2 separate regions of the Anas platyrhynchos genome follow, and region 2 is linked to region 1. The links are chromatin contacts, called in public Hi-C maps. All regions are on one chromosome and are shown on one strand. The core of a region is the stretch at or near the end of the contact, and the rest is flanking DNA. Distances in the headings are between cores, read along the strand shown.

Region 1 (6,491 bases), core at 1,043-3,542:
CATATCTTAAAATCCATCTATGTTTTTAAATTCATCATCTTTTACTTTCGATTGAGCATTGTGGTATTTCTGCTGTGTCCATAGGTTTACATACCAAGATATTTGTGTGAAACTGAGTGTGCACAGTAGCTGTCAGGAGCACTAAAATACATAAAACATGATTAGTTGCACTGCTGCAAGGCCCTTGGGTTTATGTTCTGTGATAAAAGGGAGAATCTGCACGTATCAGAGACACACCCAATTTTATAACCAGACTCCTCCAAATACCAGGATCCCCTACCAGAGTTTATACAGCTTCTCACTGCAGAGTATGTAGTATTTGAATCTGCAAGGTAGTTATTATTTTAAATAGAATTTATTAAAATAACAGGTCATATTCATGAATTGTAGCAGAGCTGCAAACTTCCCAGTAAAACAGAAGCATTCAGAACATAAATCAGACCCAGATCTAAAAATAGCATTGGATGCAACTACAAAAAAATCCAGCAAGTAAGGCATTCATAGCAAACACTGCCTGAGAGCTTGCGAAACAGAAGGAAACACTGTCAGAATTAGAAAGACACTGCGTGATTCACTGTTTTTCATGGAACTTTCTCAGGCACTTCCTCTGCTGTTGCAAAAGGCAGTTCAGAAATGCTCTTTCAAAAAAACAGACTATCCTAATATGGCACTGACAGAGAAAGGAAAAACAGCAGCACCAGCATGGAATCCTAGGATTTATTTGTAGCTTTGTTTACTTAAAACCTGATAAAATTAGTTATATTACATAATGCATACCTTAAAATGCAGAGAACAAACTTCTTGCAAGAGCAAACTCTTCAATTTACAAAAAATTCCTGTACTTGTCCTCCTACCAGGAATCAGTGACCAAAGACTTTATCCCGGAAATGCAGATTCTATAAAAAATTAACAGATGGAAGGAGATAACTCTGTACTACTCATTGATAGGAGATGGTTCCTGTTATCTTTCACTCAAAACACTGCTTTTAATCAAGATATTTTTTATTTAATTTATTAGCACGTAAAAGGAGAAAAATTTATCTATTATCAAAGTATTCCCCTCTTGAGTCTGTCATAGGGAAGTACTGGGAAGTTGCGTTTGTCTTACAGAGCCTGTAAACCAGGAGCAGTCAGGCGGGATTAGTACAACGCTTAAATCCTTAACTTCTCTCTGGAAAACACAAAAGAGAATCCTGTGTCCCCAAAACCTATTCCCCAAGCCAACATAATTTGATTAGGTTGAGCTGTGATTTTTTCAGCAAAGAAAGGCTGAGGAGCACAATGTATAATGTAAGAGGAGACCTTAGAGAAAGAACGATTGCCACATATATTCTAACAGCAGCTCCTAAAAATGAAAATGTGTGAGGTCAGAATCCACATATGTGAAAGAAGATATGTTCTTCAAGAAGTGTGTTCAGACATGTACACAGGCTCCAGACAGTTTAAAGGAGCCAATAGCTACCACCAGACCAAACAGAACAAAAAGAGCAGCCATTTCCCCTTTAAACCAAGAACAAATAAACAAAGCCCCCAAATCCTGCTGGCATTCTGTCTACACTTGACCAAGTAATTGTGTGACTTTGAAGTGATTAATCTATTCTTGATTAAGTCCAAGTATGCATATTTATTTTGGAATAAGAACATAATATTTAACATTTTCTAGGCATAGCTCCATCGCTCAGGACAAGAAAAACAACTCCCCAGATCTCTGCCTTCAGTTGTGGCAAACCAACTTTTACCAGTAGAGGTATTAAGACTGAAACCTGTCACCTTTAATACAGATGGCTATGGTGTTTACACAGCGTTCACAGCATTAAATCATAGACATAACAGGAAACACATCTGATTATCTCTTTTATCAATTAAGTAAAAACAGAAGTACAGTTTTGACCTCTGACACCTGTGTGGAGACTGCTCAGCAGGGTAGTCTACCCACAGCTTGCCACCTCAGTTTAGTACTGACATTACTGTATTCCGTCAGGGCTACCAGAGCAGACACAGCATTGACATTTAAGCTTACCTAAAACACATACCTACCTTAGAGCTGCTCTGTGCATGGCTGAGGGTTTTGCAGTTGCTGCCTGGTCCACCACCACCAGGCAGGGGTTTGGCTTGTGCTCTGCCGTCCCCTACCAGCTTCCCAGCAGCCTCTCTCCCCTCAGGGTCTTGCGTTCGCCCTCACCCTGCCTGTTTTGGCTGCAAAACTGGACCAACACACAAAAACCCAGCTCAGCTGCTGCCTAGGCTGCCATATGAGGTTGCAAAGCCTTCTGCTGAGACATGTTGGCCATCGGCCATTTCCCAGCCTTCCTGATTCCTGACGCTCCTTTTCCCTCCCTCTCAACAGCTCACCTGAGGTGAAACAAGATGGGCGCCCTCAGAGGCCTCTCACAGGAGCAGGGCTGCGGTGGTGCTGGTTGTGGGGTGAACGATGCCAGAGCCAGCTGGGGAAAACTTTCATGGCAGTACTGGACATCTGCCTAGACACAGCAGATACTGGGATGTAGTGGGATGAGGAGAATTTACAGAGTAGGCCATTGCTGTGGCAAAGCTTGGCTCTCAGTCACCACTTCCACTCACCATACTGCGTGGTTTTAGGTAGTTGGCTCTTATTTGTGCCCCATTGTCTCCATTTGAAAAATGGGAATTATTATGCTGACCATCTGTGTGGAACATTTTGGGCGATAAGCAAAAATAAGTAAATAAATAAACCTTGCAATTCTGTAATTCTTCACATCTTAGCCCATTTTTTCCCCTTGTTTTCCACCCATTAAAATCTAAGCATTCTCTCAGATCTGTCTATAAAAAAAAATTGGAGTTACATAGTAATATTTACTCTACAGAATGACCCTCTGCATGCTCATTCTCTGTGTTAAACAAAAGGTCATTTACAATTACTTTGTTAACTTATCATTATTTTTTTTTCATAGGCAAAAAGAACACATGGGCATTTGCTATATAGCCAGTGAGTTACCTGCTGCCAGCAGGTACTCAAACAGCAAACTTGCAAGTGGACCTATATGATGCTTCCGTGTTAATGTGTAGCAAGAACCCTGACTTTGCTCCGTTCATTTCTGTAAGTCTCTTCCTAGAGATTTTACCTACTCATATTATGGTTTTCATCTTAACTTTTTTTTATCAAAGAACAGCTTTCACAGATACCACAATATTTTGACAGCTTTTTTTTTTTTTTTTTTTTTTTTTCCATACAAGTTTCCATTAGGAGATACACTAGTATTTTGCAGTAAATACAAGTCTACTTCATATTTTCAAACTGATTTACATTTTCCTCTTAGGTATAGTCAACTCTGTTTTCCAAGATGATGGGAAAGATGCCTGGAACACACAAAACATTAATGCTGGTAGGAAAAAAAATGCCCAGATACCAAATTATAGGGGACACTGGGAAGCACTGTGCAAGGACACTTGATGGAATTAGCTCAGGTTCAGCTGGAATGACAAGTTCAGGCTCACCATCGGTGTATTACTTGCTTGCAAAACCGCATCACCTAATGTACACTTCTTTTGCCAGCACAGAACCCAGCAATACATGTATATCTGAAGTGTGAGCTATCTAGGATCTGGAACATTGCAGGAAGCAGAGAGCTCCAAGATCATTATTTAGGATTATGGTGGTCCCGGACTGACACATCCAGAGCACAACAGATATCTGAATTGCAATTCTCTCTCTACACAAGGATCACAACACAGCTAAACCACAGTTACATGTTAGTTATCACACAGACAACTACTTGAATGTACTCAAGTGATTGCGATATTTTATTATTTTACTATTGAGCTGGGCAATCACACATTGTGGTGTGTTTTTTATTTATTTTTTAAAAATATTTTGCTGGTAAACTCAGGGCTGTTCTGCCAGGTAATTACACCTACCTGGAATTATAAATGTCTTAGCCTGGACAACAAGGAAGTTCTGAGCAGGATCAAAAAACATTCCTTTCAGTGGAAATATCAGTAAATTGAAAGCTGTATTAGCAATAAGTACCACCTCTGAAAATTAGTTTATTCTAGGCATCAGGAACATTCCAGGTACATTCAGACTTATGGACATCACACTTGGACTTTACCTTCTCCTTTGATCATTCCACTCTGGGTACTTTGTACAGTTGATAAAGGAATGTCACAGGCCAACTTCCATGTGTAAGGAAAGCATATTTTCTTTGCCATAAAAAATTCTAAGAAAAAAACAAAACACACAAAAACAACAAAAAATGTTCTGGTGCATTTTTAATTATGTTAGATTGAAGAAGGCTTTCCAGGCTGCTCTTCACGCAGGGCTAGTTCTGTTGTGCACTGAAATAGAGGATTTTATGGCTGTTTATATTTCCAGCAAGTAAGTGAAACCTAAGTACACGTGAAAATAAAACTGAAAGACACTGATGGTTTTGTTCTAAGTGTGAGATGCAACCCTAGGTATTGCTCTGTCATACAGCATAGCATTACAGAAGTTCCATCCATTTTGTTCTAGGAAAATTCAAACCACACCGACCATGGTTGTCACTTTCCCCGTTAGCAGAGAAGCAAAGAACTCGAAGGCACAACAGAACCTTAGAAAAAGGATGGGGGAAGGGCAGCAAAGAACCTTTGGCCATCAATAGGCTTCTGCTATCAAATTCAGTCTTTTTTTCATTAATCAGTCTGTACTCCATCTGGGAAAAATGGTAAGATCACAGGTTTTAGATAGCTACTCTTCCCAGCTAGGTTTCTTGTGTCATACAAAAGTAATCAGCTACTACTCCACTGCGCACTTGATACTACATCCCTCTTTAATTCCTTTCACATTGGATGTTTAGAACAGAAATGAACAGCACGTTTGCATTTACTGGCATTGGTGTAGCCCTTGAATTTATTGCCATTTAGTGAAGACTCTACATATTCCATCAAACCTCCCATACTGGATAGCAGTCAACGTGGTATTTATCTTTTGCTACCTCTGCAGTACTTTGCAATACTTCAATTTTCTTCTTCCTTCCTTGTGACAAAAACTGAAAACAAAACCATATTTCTTTATTTGTATCTGTGTATGCTACAGTTTTTTTTTTTTTTTTTTTTTTTTTTCAGTTGTGAATATACTGATAAACAAAGGAGGTACAGGATAGTTTGTATAGGTTTTGGCCCATTTTCTTTATTCTCCAGATAACTTCTAGAACAGATGCTTAGGTATTAGATGACCCTATATCTCTGTGTCTCATGCCAACATAGAACTAAGAATTATCAGACTCACTATTACTGTCCTCCTCAGGATCCTATCCCTCCAGAAGATAAGCCCATATCTGAACACACAGGACTTAGTAGGTGAGCCACTGCTTCTTTGCAAAGATGTGCTGGTCAGAATAATTTTGCCCACCTGACGCATGAATCATCCCCTCAACCACTCAGGAAAAAAATTTAAGCTTTGCCCATTTGGGTGTACAACCATGTTCAAATAATTTACTCATCCTCATTATTTTTTTTTGAGATGCTGCAAAAATTGTTCCTAATGTTTTTAGTTTGCTCTTGCTGCTACTCCTGTTGAGGGAACAACAGGACTGCCTTCTATTTCTGACCTCATAATGCATATGAAAGGGCCATCAAAGATGGAGAGACTTTCAACACCTGATCAGTATTTCCCAACTCTTTTACACCCAAGAAAAGTGATTTCAGAACTTAGCACACTACTGAAGAAAAAATCACTATTCATATGCTTTAGGGTAAGGCTCAGCATGCCAGAAGTTTAACACAGGCCCTGAACTCCATGTTTTGTTTTCAATTGTATTTGATCACCTATCACAAGAAACCTGTTAAAAGGGCAACGTGACCTAAGTGTGTTCACAGGCACAATAATCTTCACTCTGCTCCTACTCTCAGAAGTCTCACTGGTCAGTTTTTGAAAATTACATCCTCTTTCCTCCCCCCTTTTTTGGGCTAGATCCCAGAACATATTTGAGGGAGTGGAGCTGACTGTTAACTGCATCCTATTAGTTCTGCTCAAGATGGTGTGTCATTTCTATATAAACAGCATCACATTCTGTTAATAGCCAATCACAGCATTCTTAGTTCAAACAGGCAGGGCAAAGACAAACAGAAAACAGCACAGATTGTTAAAGATACTTCAGTTATTCTGAAAGCGTATCGATGGTCAGAAGAATTTCTAATTTGAAAGCAATGTTAACATCACAGATCTTTTAAAGCATTACAAGTAACTTCAACTGATGGGAATTGTGGTTTTAAATTTTCCTGCTGAAACCTTACTTCTAATTACTCTAACATAGTATCCCACAAACTGGATGAACAAGTGCATTTTTTGATCAGTGTCCACAGACAGAAGAGACATTTTAGCCATGTATACAAAGCTTACTAGTCAGTTGTAATATCAGAAGACTGCTTAGCATCCCTAAGTTCTTCATATAATGTTCGGTTTTAACCACAGCAACATATACTGTTATCTGTCTTGCATTTTAACCTTTCTTTATAGAAAAACTAGCACTACC
Region 2 (6,491 bases), core at 2,300-4,799, 450 kb before region 1:
ATACTGAAATAGCCACCAGGCAAAAACGCAGTTATACACCATTGGCAAAGACCGCAAAACTTGTTAGGTGCTTAGAATAGGCTCACACCTGAGCAATGTAATAAAATGCACATTAACATGTTTGTCTACAAAACCAAATCTTTTTACAGTCATCCCTGCTGAGTTTTAAACAACCATCAGAACTTCAGATCTGCTAGAATCAACTGAGTAAATTGAATTAACATTTTTTAGCTGCAATTAGTACAATATATCTAATACAACCTTCCCACATATACGATGTGTTTTATGCTGCAGTTTTAAGTCTCTCCACAAGTACATTTTTCCACATATTAGCATACTTGGAAAGAACTGGAAAGTGGGCTGTCCATCTTTTTGAAATACCTATATAGATGCTAGTGACAGCTGACATCATCTTGGCAGATGAAAAGCAGCAGTTCTCCCTTCAGCATTACCTTCTCAACCAATTTGACTCACTTAACTGGTGCATTTTGTCACGAGGTACACAGGGAGATTGGGAAGAAGTAGACAAGACATACTTCCCTTTCACAGTTCTTATATTTTTTGAACAACTGCAATACCCAGCCCCCAAAACTTCTATTCAGTCCCTCAGATGCTACTGTAATAGCAAACTTCAATAGTTTAAAAAGAAGCCTTACTTTGTCACCTGCATTTGGATTCTTATCAGGATGGTATTCCTTAGCCAGCTTTCTGTATGCCTAGTTGAAAGAGGTACAAAATTAGTTTCAGTCTTGAATAATCTATTCTTTTCTGAGAAATTCAAGTAGTGTCTTCAGTAAGAAAGAAAACCCTAATAAAGTGGAAAAAAAATGAATGTTTTGAAGTGACTCATACATTGAAATTGTACATTAAAAATTCTGACTTTACTATAGGCATAAATTAACTACTCAGTCTCGGATTTAAACACAACTACAGCACATGATAGCTAGAACTAGTCTGCCTGCTTCTTTTCATTAACATGCATTAAGAACTACACTGGAAAATGTGCTTCATTAAAATGACGTACTCTACAGATCCCCCTCAAAATCCACAACCTAAGTTTCAACCCATTCACCTCTCACCTCAGTCACAGCAAGACAACAAAATGGCTGCCTCAGCTTCTCACCCAAGTCTATCAGTCAATCCCCGCATCAATTTTTATTCTTCCTTACCTACTAATAATGGAAAGTTTCAGCTCACATTGAAATACGCGTATGAGTTACAAGTGCAGAACGCACAGATCACTGCTTTTCTTTAATTTCATCATTCCAAAATAGTTGGAGGAGTAAGTACAGCCAGATTTCCAGGGAAGATTTTTCAGTATGCTTTTTTTGACCAGTGTTTTGATTTTCAGGACCATGACTTTCTACAGCAGTAGTTCTGTTTTGTTTTGTTTTTACCTTAGAGGTAAAGGCAAATAACAGGACTTCTACAATTTGAGCTTTTGACAGTAAGGACTGCAACTCTTTCCCCACTCCACCACAACATTCCCCAATATCTGTCCCTTGATTGTTAATAAAAGTGTTTTTATTATTATAATACATATTAATAAAATCTGCTACAGTGCTGCAACTGCAAATAATTGAAACGCACCAATTCTTAAGGGTGTTTTTTTTAATAGCTCTATTCCTGTAGAACTGAGCATCTAAATAAACAAACTCCATAGAACTACAGCTTGAACAGAGCTTTACACACAAAGCTTTATAGAGATCCCAACTTATCATTTTGTACTGGGATAAATCAAAATCCTTTTTTTGTATCTGCAGTTACCTTTTTACTGATTACCTTGAAATATTCTGTATTTACGCATGCAACCAAGAAAAAATTTGATAAGAAAGTAATGAAACAAAACAGAAAATGAACATTACGAGTCAAACATTCTAAAACACAGTAAAAGTAAAGAACAAATTCATAGGTCTTATAGCAGAAATTAACCATCAGTAACAAAGCCTAATCTTCCACAGACTTGAATATTCTGTAATAAAAATGGATTTCCCCCATATTTTAGGAAGTATAATTGTGAAAAAGTACATCTAAACTGAAAACCTACATAATGTTATCTATTCAGCTAAAAATGATTTTTGCATGGTGATCTTGAAAAATATAAAGAGAGCTAATGCCTTGGCTTTTGGCAGCATACTGGTTTAGAGCAATCCTTTAGACTACTCATGGCCCAAAAGCAAGCTACCACTACTTAATCAATCAGAAACAGATCCACAATCAAGGCTTATATGAACACCATACTACAGCTTCAATGGAAATTAGTTTAACTCCTCAGTGTTCAGTCAGACCCTTTTGATCAAGCTATTATATATTTTATTAGTTTTACCTTTTCTATACTTTTATATCTAGGTTAAAATATTAGACGAATAAAGCATCCACACAATCTCTTTGTGACAATAAGAGATGGATGAACTTCTCACCGCTGTGGGCAGCCCAAAACTTTACATGCCAAGACAAGCATAACATACAGCAGTGAACATTGAGATTAGTGAGTGGAGGACTGCTATAAGTTCTTTGTGCTTACAGGAGACCAAAGGCCCTTAGCAGAACTTAGCAAGGAAAAAAAAAAAAAAAAAAAAGATCTACTTGATTGTGTTCAGGAGCTTCTTGCCGCATGCCTTCCACCTCTAAAACTATTTCAACACTACATCTGCCTATCCCTGCACAAACTGGGCTAGCACATGCATGACGGGGGAGTCGGTAATTCCAGCACCACCCAGCAGCCGAAGCAGGTCACTGCTAGTAAACTGCCTCCTTAGTTATCCTCCCTCACGTGTAAACGGTGCTTAATTCCTTCTGGGGAAGAAAAAAAAAAAAAAAAAGAAAAAGGTTTCTGCACCACTGAGCCAAATGGATGCGGTAAACGACGAACCGGCCCCGAGCTCCCTCCGAGCTCCTTTCTTCACCTCACCTTGCCTGAAAACGAGCGGAGCCGTGAGCAGAGCCGGCCCCCACCGAGGCCTACACGTGGGGCAGACAATGGCAGCGGCCCCCACCTGCCGCCGCACGCCCGCTCCTCCCCGAGGAGCTCTCGCCGGCTGCGAGCGCCGCCCCGGAGCCGGGCGGGCAGGCGGGCGGGCGGCGCCGCGGGGGCGAGACGAGCGGGGGCCCCCCGGGCGCCGCGGGGACCTGGCGGGGCCGGGCCGGGCCGCGGGGAGCCCCGCCGGGCCCCGCTCCCTCCTCCCCCCCCGCCGCCCTCCCCCGCGGCCTACCCGGCCCCGGGCCCTCCCCGCCCCCTCCCCGGCCTCACACCGCCGCCCGCAGGCCCCGCCGCCCCCCCCCCCCAGCCCGGGGCCTTCCCTCAGCCCCGGCGGCGCCGCCCGGCCCGGCCCGGCCGCACCTTCTTGAGCTCGTTGTCGGAGGCGCCGGGCGGCACGCCCAGGATGTCGTACAGCTTCGTGTCGGCCACGTTCGCCATGGCGGCAGCGGGCGGCGGCGGGGCCGGAGCGGGCCGAGGGGCGGCGAGGGCGAGCCCGGGAGCAGGACGAGAGCCGCTGCCGACGTCACGCGCACACGCCCCGCGTCACCGCGCCGCGCCGCCGGGAGGGAGGGCGCGAGGGGAGGGGCCGCGGGAGCCCCGCCCCGCCCCGCCCCTGCGGCCCCGCCCCCTCGGCCCACTTCGGGCGCCTGACCCAGTGCCGCCGCCTGGCGCCAGGGGGCGCCGCCGGCACCCGCGGCCGCGGGGCGGGAGGCGGGAGGGGGCCGCGCGGGACGGAGCCCCGCGGGGCGGCGCCTGAGGGGCGTCCTTCGTCTGCAGGCGCGGGGTGCTGGGGCTTCGTCGGTTATAGATAGCGCGGGTGCCCAGCTGCTCGCTGTGCTGGAGGGTTTTGCTCGGCTCCTGCTATCTCAAAAAAGTACCAGGTGCCAGGCCTGGAGTGGCTCAGAGGAACACAGAATCACAGAATTGTCTGGGTTGGAAGAGACCTCAAGAACATCGAGTCCAACCTCTGACCTAACACTAACAGTCCCCGCTAAACCGTATCACTAAGTTCAACATCTAAACATCGTTTAGATTGTTTAGTTGTGCTCAAGCAGTGTTGGTGCCCCAGAGAGACACCACTTCTAGCCAGCAAATAAACAGCCCCGTTGTGCTTCATAGTGCTTAGTCCCTTCACTGTGGCAGCAGCTCGAGCCTCTCCTCACCTGGTGCCCCTCCTCAGGTGCGGCCACCTGGCCACCAGCCCCTCACCAAGCAGTGGCCACCAGAGAGCCCCAGAACCTGTGGGCAGTGCTCGGCTGAGGTGGAGTCGGCTGTGGGCCGGGCCCCTGAGATGGCAGGGGACTGAAAACACTCTTCTGGCTGCTCCCGGGGCGAGCCTAGAGCGTGTCTGGGAGAGGGCACGCAGAAGGACCGGGTGGGTGATGGCAGGCCCTGGGGGGGAGTCTGCTGGGGTGGATAAATGACTTGGCCCGTGAGAGAGAGCACAGAAAAAGTGCTTTGAAGTGATTCATGTGTTTGAGGTATAGAGATCTGAGTAGGCCTTCTGCCTCAGGGGAGCAGATCTGTGCACTTGGAGGCTTCTTTCCTCATCATCTGGAGGCAGACTTCATCTTTAGTTCCTTGCTATAGCTTGTGGTTGCAATGGCTGTGTTGGGAAATGCAGTCTGCTGCTGGTTTCTCTGCTCCTTCCTTGTTTACAGAACCCTAAATTCCATCATTGGGTTTGTTAAGTCTGGCACAATCTAGTTTAGTACGTCATTGTAATATCTGCCTTTGGTATTGTAGGTGTGGCAGCAGTCAAGAACTTCAAAGGGAAATGGAGACTCTCTTTAGAGAGAGGAAAACAGTGACAGGACAGAAAACAGCTACTGGAAAGACAGTCGCATAGACTCTAATTATTAGTCTAGCTCAGAGACATGGAGAAAGAAAGAAAAAAAAATAATAAGAAGAGGTATGTTTCTTCAGTATTTTCAGAAGTTGTCTGCACAGTCTTCAATAAGTGTATGGATTAACATATGTGGCTGATGCTAGTAAGGCTTCAACATTTAGTTTACCCATGTCTTGTACTACCTAAATTCATCTTGTATTTTGGTAAGGCTGTATTTAGACTTGTCAGCTACTTTACAAAATGTCTGACATGTACACCTGCCTTGGTGATTTTCCTTTGTGCTCACTGATTTGTATGATTCTAGATTTTTATTTATTTTTTTTTTGTCATCCAGGATTTTCTTATTAGTGGGCAGTCAGGTAGGAAGAAAAGTTATAAGGCTGTAGAGGGGCACTTTTTTCTGCAAATCAGCCTGATGTGTTTAGGAGCTAAGCAGAATCAGTAGGACTGGAACAAGCAATATTTAAAATACCATAGGGTAGCATGCAATTGTGTCTTTGCATTTAAAAACAAACAAAACAAAAGCAAAAACTGAAGATCAGGAAAGGTAACCTAGCTGAAACCAGTGGGGTACCATTCCTATCTATGTCTGTAGGGATGATGTTCACCAAGTATGATTCAGCCCAGGCTTGTCCGTCCAGTGAGCTGAGCAGCTTGCTCACCGCTCATGCCAGAATGTAAACCAGCGGAATGATGGATAACAGGAATGGGAGGTGAGCTTGGCATATCAGCTTGAGCCCAAGCTAATGAGGCAGTTTAGAAGCAGTGTTTGTATACTTGCTTCTCCTTTGCTAAAAACATCCCTGTTACTACAGTCCTGTTTTATGTCTTACATAGCCAAATGCTAATGCAATATATAGTACAATAAACAATAAGAAAACTCCTCAGGGATGAAACTTTATGTTCTATTTTGAAGTAGAGCTAAAACCCACAAGCTTGGATCATTATTTTTGTATTAAGTCAAAATGTAGTTGAATAGCTTTTACACCCTACTCATGAATTGTATTGATGGAACTTTTTGGGCACACAGCTGAAAAGTTGTCCCCTACTTTTTCTTAACACTTGCACGTTGTGTTTATTTTTCTCTTGTATGTATTATTATTATTACTGTTATTTGTTATTTCTTCATTGATTTCCTCCAGGTAAGTTAATCATTTAGTTTCTAATATTACTTATATTCACATAATGTGATGAAAAGCAGCTATGTTAAAACTACAACAGTTGCCATATGAAGTTTTTGTTTGTTTGTTTGTTTTAAATAGCATATTTCTTAGCTCTTCAAGGTACTGTTTTGGCTTTAGAAAGGCTCCAAAAGGGATCATTTAAACTCAGTTTGTTTCAGACCTTTTTGTGTTATTTGTACAGTACAAGTTGAGTTTCATTTTTCAGGTGAAGCATTTTACAAAGATTTTTTAAAAATCATGTAAGAATTCGTTATGTTTGTCACTGGAGACTCATGTTATAAATGAAGATACAACTTAATCTGAATTTAGTAATATTTATAAAAGGCAAGTAAACAGTGCTGGGTGCGTGGGGAGCCTATGCTCTACCAACACGACACTCACACACAACATCGAACTTTCTAAATATCTAGAACATTGCTTTTACATAATCATAAGAAACCCAAGTACACCTATACACATGTATGACCTATCCCCGCTT

Evidence for each region. A called contact is a pair of places that touch in the nucleus more often than the background predicts.
Region 2: a contact with region 1 is called in a Hi-C map of F5 follicle, with 2.8 times the contacts expected there. The contact joins the promoter of DNAJA2 here to the promoter of SIAH1 in region 1. A contact is called at or near these places in 3 of 8 Hi-C or Micro-C datasets (F5 follicle, liver and skeletal muscle).

What each region holds. Positions count from the first base shown.
Region 1 is chr12:18,531,696-18,538,186 of IASCAAS_PekinDuck_T2T, reverse strand. SIAH1 (siah E3 ubiquitin protein ligase 1) reads right to left here and starts at 2,292. Exons shown (of 3, transcript XM_072043873.1): 1 at 2,038-2,292.
Region 2 is chr12:18,979,558-18,986,048 of IASCAAS_PekinDuck_T2T, reverse strand. It overlaps DNAJA2 (DnaJ heat shock protein family (Hsp40) member A2), which reads right to left and starts at 3,549. Exons shown (of 9, transcript XM_038185520.2): 1 at 3,341-3,549; 2 at 657-716. The coding sequence starts at 3,418.